4 separate regions of the Rattus norvegicus genome follow, and all the other regions are linked to region 1. The links are chromatin contacts, called in public Hi-C maps. All regions are on one chromosome and are shown on one strand. Each heading gives the region's core, a stretch centred on a gene start, on an enhancer-like site or on the middle of the called end of the contact. The rest is flanking DNA. Distances are from core to core; before and after follow the strand shown.

Region 1 (3,951 bases), core at 510-3,009:
CTGTGCAGGAATCAAGCAGGACAAGGAGAGAGGGTGAAAGATCGGGGTGCACCAGAGGGGAAATGGTTCGCTAGTTGGGAGGAAGGCTTATAACATAGGCAGAAGGGTAGGAGGCAGGGCTGTGCAGTGAAAGGGATGCTCCAGGGGGCTGACGGTGGGATACAGAGTTACAGAATGGTTCAATAAGGCAGTCAGATTTGTACTGCGTATCCAAAAGCTAGAACTTGGAGCTGGGGAGATGGCTCAGTGACTAAGAACAATTAGTGTTCTTTCAGAGGACCCAGATTTGGTTCCCAGGATCCACACATTGGCTCCCAAACATCTGTAACTCCAGTTCCAGGATCTGACAGCCCTATGGCCTTTGTGGGTAGCACATGGTGCACAGACATACATGCAGGCAAAACACTAATCTGTACGGATTGATATAGAATAATATATACATAAGTCATCTTTTTTTTAAAAGCTAGAACCAGTTGCCTTTAATTCCAGCTCTCGAAAGGCAGAGGCAGGCAGATCTCTGTGAGTTTGAGGACAGCCTGGTCTAAAAGTGAGTTCTAAGGCAGCCAGGGCTATATAAAGATAGAGAGACCCTGTCTCAAACAAACAACAACAATGCTAGAACGGTGGAACCATTTCCATCTCGGTATTATAACGACCCTTGGAAGAAATGTGCTTTTGTACATTGTAGTACGCTCAGGCTAGATACTATTGAAGGTGTAAGGGCCTTTCAAATGTTAATTCTCTTTCTTGACCAGGGTGGGGTGAGGGTGGGGATCAACTCATATAAAAGTAATCAACATCATGAGGATCATCAGCACATTCAAGGGGAAACAGCAGATTCCTTGAAAGTCAAGGCCAAATAGGCTGGGGTATGCTGGAGGCCAGCTGGACTAGCAGAGGGGGGTGGGCTTGGCTTTGGTTTTCCAATTCAGAAATAGAAGTATTGGCCCAACTTACGAAGCTCTTCTGGTGTACAAGCTCTCTTACAGAAGCGCGTGTGAAATAATCAGTTATCTCCCCCACCATGACTGCCTGGGGAGAAATACTTCCGTGACTGCAGTCTACTCGCTGGGAAATGAAGGCACAGAGACATAGTCAGGATTCTAGAGCAGAGGTGGGTGGGTGGGACGGTGGGGAAGGGTGGGTCTGGCTCCGGAATCTTTTACACCACAGGATCTTCCGAATCTAACACAACTATCCGGTGCTGAACGTTAAAACCAAAACAACAAACCCACCTTAAATTGAAAATTGTATTTTTAGGATAATTCAACTCAAGGCTGAAATTTGTAAATAAATAAATAAATAAATAAATAAATAAATAAATAAATAAAGCAAGCAAGCAAGCAAGCAGGCAAGCAAGCATTTTAGTATTGTAGACCTCCCACCGACCCTCTCCCCACATCTAATCAAAGGCCAGCAAGAAAGTGCTTCTTTTTATTTATATGGTTTTCCCCCCCTTTTGTGATGCTTTGGAGTTTCTGAACGCTAGGGGCTCCCGGATTCTCTGGTTTGAGAGCAACTTTTTCTTTCAGGTTTTTTTTTTTTTTTTTTTGAAAGGGGGTGGGGGAAATGTGGCCTTAATTATCCTACGTTTTAGGCAGCTTAAGGAAGGGGCTGTGCTTTCAGAACCCTGTTGGAGCCAAGTAAGGAGGTCCCTCTCCTCCCCCCTCGCCTTTTAAAGGCGCTCGTGAAATATAAGCTCAGAAAACAAACCGAGCGATCACAGCGGCAGCCCGGGCGGCAGCAGCAGGAGGAGGAGCAGAAGGAGGAGGCAGAGTTGGAGTTGGGCAGACGCTGTGGAGAGCTAGCTGCAGGACGCTGCGGAGTTGCAGGGCTCCGCGCTGCTCCATTCATTAAGTAGCTGCGGAGGATCGTGGCCGGACGCCGACGCTGCCCACTCGCAAACTTCAGCACGCAGACGCACGCCAGCCCGGCGCGTCCGGGACAGCACAGTTTTGCAAAAGTTCCTGCTCGGGATTTGGCTCTCTTCCCTTTGGACTAGCGAACAGTTTGGGGTTGAGAGGAAAGCAGAGGCGCTCAGGGGGAAACCTACCCGCGTCTGCAGTTGGAGCTACTCGGCCGGGCTGTACACTCGCCGCCGCGTCCCGAGCCCGCAGATCCGCTCCTGAGCAGCGGCGGCCCGCAGCGCCCCGGGAGGCTCCCCGCAGCCAGCGCCATGCAAAGCTACAAGTACGACAAGGCGATCGTCCCTGAGAGTAAGAACGGCGGTAGCCCGGCGCTCAACAACAACCCGAGGAAAGGCGGCAGCAAGCGGGTGCTGCTCATCTGCCTCGACCTCTTCTGCCTCTTCATGGGTGAGCGCAGCCCCACCAGTCCCACCCAACCCCCCCTCCCGGCCCCCGACCCCGGGCCCTGCCGCGCTGTCAGCCCCCAGGGTCCCGCAGCCATCTCCCCCACCACCGGGCGCCGTGCTGGCCGCGAGCTCCCCGCCCTCCCGGACCCCAATTTCAATCCCGGCCTGCGATTTCAAGTTGGGGCGTGCTTGTGCTTTCGCGGTAGCTGGAACCACCTCCTTAGGGGTGACGGACTCCCAGCTGAAGATCACCCCTAAGGAGGTGTGAGCTCGAGCTCCAAGATCTGGAGGAAACCTGTGGCTCTCCGCCCTGCGTCCGCGAGTGAGACCCATCTCGGTCTCCCGGCAAGGCGGGCTCCTACCGGAGTGGCGCTGCTGGCCCCGGCTGCATGTAAACATCCACCCCTTCCGTCGCGCTGCCTTGCAGGGCCAGTCGCACTAGCTGGCCTTGTCACTCGCTACTCGCTTGGCTGAAAGCCGCAGAGGGTGGAACGTGGCTCTACCCAGGTGCTGGGCTACAAGGAGCACATCACTTGTTGAGCGCCTACTGTGTGCCGGATGATAGACCGCTTCGCGGGCATCAGTTTTAAACTAGCTCACTTGTGCCGGGAGGCCACTGAAAGAAAGGCAGTCACAGTCTTGCTTGGGGGCCACAGTTGAGCTACACTGCCTCAAAGTTGAGGCCCTAGCGTTCTGTTTATCAGAACAGATGAAAACTTCAGCTGAAAGGGGCAGCCGGAGGCACAGGAATTGGAGTGGGAAAGAGAGAAGGATTTATTGAACCAGGCTAGGGGGAAGAGAGAAGCAATTGACGTAAATCCACCATAGTTCCAGGGTTGAAGTAAAAATGGGACTTTTTCCTTTAAAGCGACTTTTGATGTAAAAGTATGCAAAACTTGTCACCAGAGCATCGCCCCGCTGCTACCAGCTGGGCGTGCCACCTAACTACCCCTTTGGCCTCAGTTTCCTCCTCAGTTGAATGAGTGGATTCAAGTAGATGGTCTGTGAGGCCCCTTCCTGCATTAAGAACTCGGATGCCGTCCAGGAGCTGTTCTGCCAGCACTGCTAACGGAAGAAACATCTGTGTTCCCAGTTCAGTTCCCCCAAAATAGAACTCCTGCACGGAGACTCCATCCCTTTGGAAGGGATTTTGTCGGGGCTGACTGTGGCTACCTGGCTTAGCTCCCCTTACTGAGGACTCTTAGGCAGTGGCCTCTTGTTCTTGCCCAACTACCCACATAGAATTTTGTGAGCCGGTGTGTTTCTTAGAATTTAAAATTAAGAATGGCTCTCTTCTGGTAGAGACCGTTGGAGGGAAGATTACAGTCTGAAAGGCTAGGGGAGGTTTTTTTTTTTTTCCGGAGCTGGGGACCGAACCCAGGGCCTTGCGCTTCCTAAGCAAGCGCTCTACCTCTGAGCTAAATCCCAACCCCTTAGGGGAGTTTTTCTATAGTTATGTAGATCCCTTTCTCCTCTCTGTTCACCCTTAGGATGCTATTCAGGGGAATTGTCACTGGGGGGCCTGCCTTCCTGGTGACAGCGGGCTTATTATCATGCACAGTGAACCAGATGAGTACTTAAGGTCTTATAATCAAGTTGTTGAATTTTTAAAAGATCCTTCCAGGTCCTGGGGTGAG
Region 2 (3,951 bases), core at 1,003-3,502, 470 kb after region 1:
TTTCAGAGCTAGAGGTCCACATTGTTAACTCTCTTCTGTCCCAAGGTACCATGAAACTACATAGGACGGTGAGCTGGACACCAGTCTAGGAGCCTCATGGAGTGCTTTCTGAGCTGTATGGGAAGAAAACAATGCCACCTGGCGATGTAGCCGATTGCAAGGATGTGAGCCAGGTATGTTATTCAGCATAAGGCTGCTATTAAATACTAAGTTCTGCCTCTCTGCCTCAAGGGATTTTCCAGCATCAGATTTTAACACTGTAGACTCGGAGTCTCCAAGTACTTGCTATGACTCTTCCTGCACACTTATTCAAACGTTTCATCTATTTTCCTTTTCTTGATTAATTCACTTTAAATGCATTTTAATATGCGTTCTCTCAGTCCGTTCATTGTTTTAAATTGAAGAGTTTATTTGGAAAATTTTTGCCTCTGCTTTCAGTATTAACTAGCTAAGCCTAGACTGGGTTGAGAATATCCTCAGATATCGCTGGCTTCAAGAATCCACTAAGTTCTTGAACTCTGTTGAGGAGGCAAAATACTTTTGTTTCTGTTGGTTATATTTATTGATATTGAAAATTAAGACTAAGAAATCATAAAAGTATTAACTTTAAAGAAACAATAAATATATTGCACGCTTATGACAATGGCATTTTAAGACTTTTCTAAAAAAACAATTAGTGAGAAATGTGACACTGTTTTACATGTTTTGCAAACATCTAATGACAGATTTCGCCAAAGACACACAGGTCCCCTGGCTAGTTCTGCAGTCTGACATTGAGCAAAGCAGTATATGTAGTCTACAAAGAAAAGCTAACCTCACACAGATAAAAACTTAGATAAGAATTACGATTGCTTTACAATCATTTTTAGATAATTTATAATTCTTTGAGAATAATTATGAGTATTCCTTAATTCTACCCCAAAATGTGACATCTGGTAAATTTTTACAGGTGAGTTGTCATTTGAAATCTGAAGCCACAAAGATGAGCTTTTCGTATTTAGCTGCAATATAATCTATTGGTATCCTTTTTCCTTTGAAGGGATTGTTTTGCTCATATATAATTTTGGAACAGCATGTACTGGCCATATGGAAAATATCAGTGAACTGAATTATGTAGATCTTCCAAACGTTGACTTATTTCATTATACAATGTCAAAAAAAATCACATTCCTTATTATCACCATCAATCTCATCCAAGAGAGAGGTCTGTGTTTGTGCAATGTTGAGTTCAGGAAGGCAGATGCAAGTTTTCTAGGACTTTAGCTTTTGTCTGAGAGCTTGGATCGAATCATCAGCAAATAGACCATGAGTTGTTTTCCTTGAAATGACAGGATCTTTTGGTTAATTTTTGAGAAAAAGTATATGGCATGTGTTCAATTCTAAATAGCCAGAGTTTGCAGTTGTTCAAGCAATAAAATTAGTGTTTTCATCACCCCATGCATGGTGTCTTAGTGAGAAGTTGCTTTTTTCCTTTGTTCTCAAACCATAGGCACATTGCGTTAAATGACAACACTGTTAATGCGCTTGGTGTCCCTGCCCCGATTCCCACTGAAGCACCAGCAATCGCACTCCTTCTGGATTTACCTGTTGCTGGTGTGGTTCCCTCGGTGTCTACAAGCTTTTTGACAAAATGAGGAAAGCAACAACTTCTTTCCATGTTTGTGAAAGTAGTTTTCACCTTAGGCAGCCCCCGATAGATAGCCCTGAGGCAATGCACCATATTCGGAGGAAAAAAATGCCTTTTTGTGTTTTGTTTTGAGATAATAGCTTCAACTCTTGGTTAACATCAAGCCCTATTTGAGAAACATAGTCCCCCCCCCCATCTCTTTCCCCCTTCTCCTCTCTTTCTCCCCCTTTCTCTCCTCTTTCTCTTTCTTCCCCCCTCTCTCTCCTTTCTCTTTCTTCTCTCTTCTCTCTCTGTCTCTCTCTCTCCTCTCTCTCTCTGTCTCTCTGTCTCTCTCTCTGTCTCTCTCTGTCTCTCTCTGTGTCTCTGTCTCTGTCTCTGTCTCTGTCTCTGTCTCTGTCTCTGTCTCTGTCTCTGTCTCTCTCTCTCTCTCTCTCTCTCTCTCTCTCTCTCTCTCCCTGACAATGACCATGACTTCTTTTCCAGATGACATCTACCCAGTATGTAATTGGTGACTACATCCAAGTAAACATTTGGAAAATGAGAACAAGTGGGTGTGTTGGCTCCGAGGGAGTTGGTTGTTTGGGAGAAGATGAGAATGTGCAGTTCTGGAAGAGATTCAGTTCTAGGAGTGTGTATTTCTGGTCTTCAAAAGATTACCACATACATGCTGTCATACAGTTTATAATGTGCCTGAGGGAGGTGGCTTAATGTAGAAAAGAAATAGCCTTTGCAGTCAGCAACCGTGAAGTCCAATGCCAGCTCAGTTGACCTTTGTTGTGTTTCTTTGCTTTGCTAAGTGAGCCTTAATTATCCTACCTGGGGGTGAAGGTGCTGGGCTTTTAAAGGCTGGGACCTGCATAGATACAATGATGAGTAGCTCTCTACCTCAGGTGTAGGGAGTATGTTAAATATGGGTGTCAGCATCAGCTCCTTGTGTCCTTACTGAGTCTTCTCTTCACATTTTCCCTCATCCAGACTCAGCATGTGTAAGAAAGGCAAAACCAATCCCATACTTTTCTAAAGGGTCAACTGCCTCACTTTTGCAAAAGTGGCGTAAGTTAGCTTCCTGAGCTGCTGAACCCTACATCTCTTTCCTCCTTTCTGTATATGCCACCCACAAAGAATGCCAATGCGCCTGAACAAAGCCCTACATGTATGCTAATTTTCAAGCTTGGTTGAACTGAACTTCAACTGGAGCAGATGTTTTATTAATCTTAGAGTTAGTATTTATGAGCTTCCATGGTGGTGCTGGAAACTAAACCAGGTCCTCTTGGAAGAGCAGTCAATGCACCTAACCATTGATCCATCTCACTAGCTCCAGGAAAAGCCTCAAAGAGCAAGAATCACCTTCTGCACAAGATGTTGGGAGCCCCTATACCCCTAATGGATAATGGTAAGGATCCTGCAACCACTTACCCTGGACACAATTCCCGACTTCTGCCACTTACTCTGTAGCACCAAGCAAGTTACTTTGTACCTCTGTGGCTCACCTCCCCCCACCCCCTGACTCCCACCCCCTACTCTCCCCTCCATTCAACTTTAAAACAAGAGGAGCAAACACATCTACTTTGAAAGACTGCTCTGGAGATTACATGAGAAGCTAGAATACGCTCACTATAAAGTGGGAAGTTGGAGAGGCAGGCAAAATTTAAATGATGTTAATAGACACACTGTTAGCAGGTGCAGAGAGAACTGAGTTCCTTACAGCTGCCTGGGGCAAGCCACAAAGTCTGCAGCGGTCACATTTGAGAAACTGTGGGAGAAGTCCCAGCATCTCAGGGAGGACTGTCCTGGAGAGGATGGCACTTTGAAAGCACAGAAACAGCCATGACGAGGATTTCTGATATCATCGATCCCTTCGATTAAAAGGTAGGAAAAACACCCGCCGTAATTCCTTTCCTGGCAAGTGGGACTCGGCCTCCACCCAGAGTAGGAATACAGCTCCTCTCCACCCTGCTCAAATTTAGAGGAACTTGGATCTGCTTCTTCCAATGACATAAGGAGATTTATTTATTTTTTTATTGACACATTTTTGCAAGCTATCCCAAATTCTTTGTGGGAAGAGGAGAGATATTGACTGCATAAACAAAACAATGGAATGAAATGCAATAAATAAAGCAGCCAAAGAAAGGATGTTTCCAGGGCCACTTTCTGCCTCATCGCGCACTTTGCATATTAATTAGGCCGAAAGCCTTGGGAGAGGCATACGGTATAAATGGCCAAGCACAACTTGAGCCTTCTGATATTTGTTCTACCCACAAAGGAAATAGCCAAGGAACAAAATTCTCTGATATGAACAAATTCTTGTTCTTTTTTTTTTTTTC
Region 3 (3,951 bases), core at 757-3,256, 400 kb after region 1:
ACAACGGTTACAGGTACTTCAAGTGGCATCAGAAACAGGTGAAGGGTTCACTTGCTATATTACCTCCCTCACACCAGAGGGCACTGTGAAAATTGTAATTATTTCTTCTTCATAGGGACTAAAGGTCATGGGATTAGTGGTCTTCTCCCACAAGGATGTGATAGTGTATCAACATCCACACACTGTCTAACATCTGTTGCAAACCATGTATTTCTATTACAGCAGGAAACAGCTATACATTCTATACACTGACATGATCTTGTTTTAATAAAACTTTATTTATAGACACTAATAAGAATTGTACACAATTTTTCATGTGTCACAAACAGAAGTTACTTTTAACAATTATAATTATAAAAATTGTTCTCTGCTTACAGGCTTTGAAAAACAAGCAGGCCAGGGGAATCGGTGAGATACAGTGTACTGATTCCAGGACCAGTTAATAAATAAGATTAATAGTAACAGAATGCCAATGTACTATTATGTGGTAAGCACTATATCCTTTTTACAACCTAATTTTCAAGTAAAGTGATAAACAAAGATGTAGAAGGTTCATTTGGTCAGTGGTGCAAACTAGTAAATACACGAGCTTAGAATCGATGACCTAATCTGCCAGTGTTAGGCCCTGGGTCTCTGGGCAATGGCCTAGTCTTTTCATCAAAAGCATGCAGTTTCAGACTACTTCCTTATTTAAAGACTCATGGTTAAGATCTTCAGGCTTGAGGACTGGGCAGATGACACAGTGGGTAGATATTTGTTATACAAAGCCTGATGTCTGGGTTTGATTTCTAGAATTCACATGAGAGAAGTTGAGAATTGACTCCCACGATTTATTCTCTGACCTCCATTTGCTTACCATGGCAAGTCCACACACGCACACTCGAATACACACACACACACACACACACACACACACACAGTAATAATGAATATAAATTAAGATAATAATAATAAGAAAGACCTTCAGGCTTGAAGGAGGACATTGTGCTAAGAATTAAGAGACTTGAGTCTCAGCCTCGCCCGTGTCAACAATTCTGTTCTAAAGCAGCACTAGTGCTCATATTGAGAAACCCAGACTCAGTGGACCAGAATGGATCATTCCACTCCTAGGAATCTGAGCTTTTACAATTGTTTTTCAGAAATTTATCTAAAATTCAAGTGACTTCTTGTTTCTGAATCACACGTTCCTCCTCCGTGAAACAAAAAGACTAAACAGTGTAACCCTAAGGATTCTTTTGGCTTTAAAAGTATCGAGCCTGTGATTAACAAGGGAGTATTGAAAATAAATGCCATGGTCTTAAATCCGAGATAATGTAAGTCATTTTGCATTTTTGTCTGATTAAAACCAGTACTGAGTAAGTCCTCAATCCCCACAGGGGAAGCTTGCAAACTTGAAGCCTGTCGTGAGCTGAACCCAGTCTACAGATTCTTTAATTTATTGTTATTATTATTTTTTTGGCCAATACTATATGTTAAAATTTTGTGAATTAGGGGGCCAACAAAAAATGGAGTATATCCAGCAAATATACAGACTTTCAACTTGCTTTTTTTTTTTTTTTTTTTTTTTTTTTTTTAAGCCAGAAGACCTATCAACTCTGGTCTTCATTTTGCATGGCAGCAGCTAGGTCAAGCTAAGAAAAGCTGTCTTCTGAATGAATTCCCAGCTCAACAGAGTTCTTGCCTCACAGGTTTGGATCTTACCTGACCACTTTTCATTTGCTTGCTTCACCTAGCTGAATGAGCCCTCTAGTGAGATTTACTATTTTATATTCTACAATCACCAGTGAGCACATGGACTACCCAGAAATGCACACCCTGAACACTTAGGGTTGTGCAATCTCAGAATAAATTCAATGACGTTAAGTGTGTGAGCTGAGTCCAAGCAATCAAGGGGAGGTCAGAGTAGAGAGAAAGAGAAGCCTTTTCGCTGCCTGTGAAACAAACTGAAGAGATTTAGTGGACAGTGTGAGGCAATGATGTTCTGTGTCTGCCAACTAGCAAATGTGGTCCCCAGCTAGCTTATTAGGAATGCAGTGACCTGAGGGACACTGGCCAGTCCTGTTCTCATTGATGTACACATACATCTGAGTCATCATGCTCATTTCCCAGAACAACATTTCATGTGCTGTTTTAACGAGGATTTGGACAATAGATTTGTGAGATGACTTGGGATAGCTTCCCAATCAGTGATATTCCAAATCTGAAGCCATTGACTCTGGAGAACAGATGACTTCGGAGGTAAGGAGGGGAAGGAAGGGTTTCCCCCCAAATATGGGCAGCACTGTCTTGAGGCAAAACAGATAAGTATCATGCCTTGCCACCTATTCTCAGGCTTGCCTTGAGCTCACTGTGTAGCCTGATTCCTACTGCAATTCTTCAACCTCTCAGCATTGGAATATTAGGTGTATGCCACTATACCTCCTTGGCTTCAGTCTCTCCTGTGATATTCATCCTTCTCTTAATAAGGGGCTTTGGTTTTTAATATTTACTGCTTATCCAAGAAATACTTTCTGTGAAGGACAATTAATCTGGGGAAAAACTGTTAACTATGTCAAACCAATGAGTTCAGAGTTCCTGTACTTGGGTGGGTGCAGAGGATGAGAACCTCACTGATTAGTGCTTTCTTGACCCTCGACCCAAGGCCATAGCACTCTTAGACTCAGAAGACCAAATTGTACGAAAGGCATGGCTCCCAAAGTCTCCGTTACAGGAAATAGGTGATGTAACTTTTGAGTGTGAGCAAGTGAGTATCAGAGAGGGTAGCACTGTACAGCACAAACCACAACCTGTGGTTTTTTTTCCGTCCTCTTTCCAGCAGCCTAAACCAGAGAGCACTGTCCACAGCACACAACTGTTTAGCTCCCCATGTGGGCAGGCATTCTCGCTAGAACAACCTACCTTGAGCTGCTTCCCACTCTTCTCTGCCTCACTTTCTCTTCTTCTCAGTTTTGCAATCCCAGGACTGGGCCTTCTCCATAAAGCGCAAACCTTGAGTCCTTGCTTTGGACTCTGTTTCTAGGGGATTTGACTAAGAAAACAGAAGATGAGAAGTTTGGACTGTTGCCTGGGTGTGTCTTACTGGTTAGAAAACTGGATCTTCTATGGAGGTCAACATTCTAAGTGAGATGTTCAGCTCCATTGTATTCTTTAAGAGTCACCATATGTGCACATTTAGGCCCAGCTCTTCCCTTTGCTACTATGAACTCCTGCTGGCTATTTACCTCCTCAGAGTGGTACTCTCTCATTCATAGATAATGAGGGTGCCACCCATCTGCTATGGTTATTATAAACACAAGGAAGATATTGTATGTAAATGTACGATTTTAGGCTAGGTACCTTCCTATTGCAGGAGGCTGACTTGTGGATGATGTTATGTTCAGCAGCATCTCTGTCCTCTTCCACACAGCGGTGACAACTAAAACTAGCGACGCACTTTCCACATATCTGTGGGAGGCACAGTCTCCTCACATTGAGAGAAATTAACTTGTTCTTGGCTGACAGCTGGTGCCAGATGCTAAATATGTAAGTGAGGCCATCTGAGACCAGCAGTCAGTCAGTTCCCTGGCAGAATTACACTGTGTTCAAATTCATTCTGCCTTCCTGCTGTCCTTGCCATGTTCCTTCTTCCACTTCGGGTGGATCCATTGCTTCTCCAGTTACTTTTCCATGCCTCCCTCTTATTGTATCAATGCCATTACCCTATTTCTTGCCTCTCTTAAGAGCTCCTCCTCCTCTCTCATGATCCCCTATCTGAGACCATGACCTAAACCCCACATTATAAATATATACACATAAATACATACATACATATGTCTATAAATTATATAAATGTAAAGATACACGTGTGTGTGCATTAAATATTTAAGTCTAGGCTCTACCTAATCAGAAAAAGAGATGAAGCATTTGTCTTTTTGAGCCTGGCTTATTTCATTTAACACTGTAATTTCTAGT
Region 4 (3,951 bases), core at 449-2,948, 270 kb after region 1:
CCAATGAGTGAAGTTTCTGATTCAAAACCACCTAGTCTGTGGGCAACGAGAAGAGGCCTTGTAGCCCAGACATACCATTTTCATTTAAGGCAAGCACAATGCCTCTAATAGGCTGTTGACATCTTCGTTTCTAAATCTTCTCTATGACCAGAAGAGTTTTCTGTTTTATTGCACGATGCCAGACTTGGCTCAGGGCACACAGCTATTGCCGGGATTCAAGTGCAAGCCTGCTTGATGGCAAACATGGCCTTGGCTGGTAAGAGTGTCTACAGAGTGCCCAGGTGTGTCACACAGCTATCTAGAGGTTTAAGAATCCTTTGGCATGTGGCCCTCATTCTGACCTTGAGAGGTAGATTGAAGCTAAAAGAGACTGCTAAGTAGTTTTTGTGTTCCTGAGAGTAGGACCAAAGGAGAGGTGGCGAAAACTGAAGTTCTGTAGACTCTTGGGAGGACCATGTAGACTGGACAAGGAAGGAGGGGAGACACAGCCTATGGAAAGAAAAAACCAGGCAGGAGTCTTGAGGTCTGCTCAACTGAGGGTTAGAATGAGTTTTCTGAGTAAAGAGAACAATGGGAAATCCTGTCACTGGAGCAATGGTTCTCAATCTGTGGATTGAGAGCCCTTTGGGGGGTAGCATATCAGATATCCTGCATATCAGGTTTTTACATTGTGATTCATTACAGTGACAAAAGTACAGATATGAAGTAGCTACAAAAATAAATTTTATGGTTGGGGTTGGGGTTGCGGGGAGTCATCACAACATGAGGAGCTGTATTAAAGGGTCACAGCAGTAGGAAGGTTGAGAACCACTGCCCTGGAGGAGCCCAGAAAGACTAACAAAGAGACTTGACCTAACTTCAGCCCAGCTCCTGAACTTTCTCTCTCCTTGTCTGTATACCCCTTGAGTTAGTTTGCCAAGAACTACCCTCAACTCCTCCACTTCTGATCACCTTCAGTGTCTTACCAGTTTCATTCTCTCTAGACTCCCCCCTCCCAGTTAATGTCTGGCTAGGAAGAATATTCAGTTAGCCGGAGTCTCCCTTCACTCATAGTATTTATCTTAATCATTTTCCAGTCACCAACTTTCACTTTGCTCCTCCCATGCTGTATTTGTAGTTGAGTCCTGTGCTTTCCACTGCAAAATCTTGTTGCATTAGCCACCGTACTCTTGGCAATGAACTACTAAGGATTTTCATCAGTAGTGAACTTCCCAAGGTTGGAGTGCTATGTTGGAATAATGGACTTTGGGAAGTGTCTCCAAGGAAGGATAATTTGGAATGGGGACAAGAACTATTGTAAGACAATCTGTGCACTTGGCAGCTACAGAAACACTGACGGAGTTGGCATTGAGAATTTGACATTAAGAAGCTTCTAGAAGCAAGAGAATGACAAAGCAGAAAAAGCACTGCCTGTGTTCCTCATCTCCTGGGTCATTTGTTCTATTCAGGATGCCTGGGGTGCGAGGTTGGGTGTACCTGCATTCCTCATTACTTTGAAGAGCTAACTGTCAGCCTTTCCCAGAAGTTAATTTTCAAGAGAGATGAAATGTAACTGTCTGTATCTTAAGGTCCATTTTGTTCCTGTGATCTTATTGATGGTCTCCTGGGAGGTGCTACTTAGGATGCTTGGAGGCTGCTCAGGTCTTCTACAGAAGCGCCCTCAGGACTGGGTGGAAGGTAAAGCAATGGCCCTGGCTTCCTTCTCCCTCCAGGCACTGCCTTTCCTCAATCAGCCCTGGCTTCCTGCTGCACTGATCTGCACTGTAATAGAGCTGGGTCTTATTTTACTTTTTTATTAAGTTCATGAACTTTAGAGGAAGGAACCTGGAAAAAATGGTCTCATTACCTCAGGAATGAAAGCTCATGCTTCTTTTAATGCCAGAGGTTGGCGTGGCCTTGCTTGTTATAGCCACAAATAATCCGGGTGGAAAATTGCAACAGAGTGGCAAGACACAAACAGGATGTTTATGGATGGCTGCTTAGGATAAAGCAGGTGGGGTGGGGGTGCCAGAGGTCAGAGTGAGGTCATTGTAAAATGGGTATGCTCCTGGGCAGGGGCTTGCAGAAGTCAACCACAGCTAGAACTTGTTCAGACTCCTTCTGGAAAGGCAGACTCTACCTTCCCAGGGACCAAGCAGATGGCAAGGGTTTGGATTCCAGAGTATTTGATTAGAATTCCAACCCCGTTGTTTACAAACTAGTTATCTGCAACTTTTCCAAACCCCTTGCTCATTGGTTTCTGTGTCTGTAGCACAGAGAAAATATCCACCTTTCTGGATTGAGAGGGCAAAGATAGGAATACTGGGGAGGGACCTGGAGCAGAAAAGTCACATTCTCTCAGGAATAGAGTAGCAGCTAACCCAGTTTAACTGTTAATGGATCAGGAGGCTGGCCCACTGCGATTGGAATCTACCTCCTCCTCACAGGGTTTGGGACGAGTGCTGGACTTCAGGGTCTAGCTAGCCCTGCCTTTGTCAGAGTTTTCCAAAGATGAGATTCTCCTGGGGGCCCTTATTAAATGATGAGTTTCCGGCTTCTTCCCAAGTCCCACTGAATAAACAGCACTCAGGGTTTGCATCTCAAACACAAGCCTTATCAGTATGGAGTTTGAAGAAACATTGGTTAATCATTGTGGCACTCCTGAATAGTTAGCGATAACAAGGGGTAAAATAACATTGTACAGAGAGGACTTGGAGACCGAAGCTTTTTTTGCTTTTTTAAAAGCCTTTTATTTGACTGATGTCTGGGAAGAAGATGGGTCATGGTTCTGAATGAAAGATTCTGCCCCTTCTCACCAATGACCTCCTGCCTTCTCTACTGGGACCTTTCCTACACTGGTCTGCTCTGACATGCTGTGCTCCTTTTCCTAGCGTCAATCCCAGACCTCTCCTTCAGCAAACCTTTCCAGATTCTTCCGGGTGGTTTTGTTTTGTTTGTTTGTTTCCCTCTATTTTCTTTGCCTCTTTGTGACACATTCATTGTAAGACGATTCTATCGATGCTATTATGTGCTCGTTTTGTGTTTCTAGTTAATGTGACCAGGTGGTCAGAAGAAACCACAAAGCACACACTGAGATCTCTCTTTACAGGACAGGCTCTACAAAACCACATTGATAGGGAGTTGGAGGAACACGTGAAGCCCAGTAGGCAGAGACTTGCAGAGAGGAGCAGGGGCAAAGCTATAGAGGTCATGGCACATCGTCTTTCCACAGCCAGCAAGCTGTCCTTTATGTTTATGTGTGTGCGTGCGCGCGCGCGCGCGCGCGTGTGTGTGTGTGTGTGTGTGTGTGTGTGTGGTGATACATATTCATATGTGTGTCGGCATACATGTGTGTTGTGCACACGCATGTGCATGAGTGTCTTCCTTCATTGCTTTCCACTTCCTATATTGAAGCAGGAACTCTTGCTCAACCTGGATCCCACCCGCTATCTTGGCTAGTGTGGCTAGCCAGCTTGCTCCAAAGAGTCCCTACCCTGGGTTTACAGGCAGGTTCCTACACCTACCTGGCCTTTATGTGGTCTCCGGACATCTGAACTTTGACCTTCATGCTTGCATCAAAAGGCTTGCCCTACTGAGCAGTCTCTCTAGACCCTGAAACTAGTCGTAATAAGGAAAGTCATCTTTTTTTTTGGTTCTTTTTTTTTTTTTTTTTTTTTTTTTTTGGAGCTGGGGACCGAACCCAGGGCCTTGCGCTTCCTAGGTAAGCGCTCTACCACTGAGCTAAATCCCCAGCCCCGAAAGTCATCTTTTTAATGATGTCTGCAGAAGTTTTGAAATATTTTCAGCACATCACATGTCTCTTCATTAAGCTTTATATGGAAGACCAGGAGAGGGACAGGTCTGATTCTGAACATACTATCACTAAACTGAAAGGCGCCTGGCTTAGATCTGGTGCCCAGCACTCAGTGGGTTTTCAGTGTGATGCGCTCCCGTCTGCTTCAGATGTTTCTG

What was found. A called contact is a pair of places that touch in the nucleus more often than the background predicts.
Region 2: a Hi-C map of psoas muscle shows a contact between it and region 1, with 2.2 times the contacts expected there. The contact joins the enhancer-like site here to the promoter of Plpp3 in region 1. A contact is called at or near these places in 4 of 12 Hi-C or Micro-C datasets (frontal cortex, liver, mammary epithelial cells and 1 more) and 1 of 1 datasets of contacts at active chromatin or transcription factors (oligodendrocytes).
Region 3: a contact with region 1 is called in a Hi-C map of liver, with 5 times the contacts expected there. The contact joins the enhancer-like site here to the promoter of Plpp3 in region 1. A contact is called at or near these places in 5 of 12 Hi-C or Micro-C datasets (hepatocytes, kidney, liver and 2 more) and 1 of 1 datasets of contacts at active chromatin or transcription factors (oligodendrocytes).
Region 4: a contact with region 1 is called in a Hi-C map of psoas muscle, with 4 times the contacts expected there. The contact joins the enhancer-like site here to the promoter of Plpp3 in region 1. A contact is called at or near these places in 4 of 12 Hi-C or Micro-C datasets (kidney, liver, mammary epithelial cells and 1 more).

What each region holds. Positions count from the first base shown.
Region 1 is chr5:125,154,241-125,158,191 of GRCr8, forward strand. It overlaps Plpp3 (phospholipid phosphatase 3), which reads left to right and starts at 1,760. Exons shown (of 6, transcript NM_138905.2): 1 at 1,760-2,315. The coding sequence starts at 2,177.
Region 2 is chr5:125,622,784-125,626,734 of GRCr8, forward strand. No RefSeq gene overlaps it. Among named protein-coding and RNA genes, the nearest start is that of Rpl32l3, 250 kb to the right of the region's middle. Within about 2 kb of position 2,253, at least 15 of the 93 cell types and tissues checked have an H3K27ac peak or open chromatin away from gene starts, as enhancers often do.
Region 3 is chr5:125,558,430-125,562,380 of GRCr8, forward strand. No RefSeq gene overlaps it. Among named protein-coding and RNA genes, the nearest start is that of Rpl32l3, 310 kb to the right of the region's middle. Within about 2 kb of position 2,007, at least 9 of the 93 cell types and tissues checked have an H3K27ac peak or open chromatin away from gene starts, as enhancers often do.
Region 4 is chr5:125,419,618-125,423,568 of GRCr8, forward strand. No RefSeq gene overlaps it. Among named protein-coding and RNA genes, the nearest start is that of Plpp3, 270 kb to the left of the region's middle. Within about 2 kb of position 1,699, at least 4 of the 93 cell types and tissues checked have an H3K27ac peak or open chromatin away from gene starts, as enhancers often do.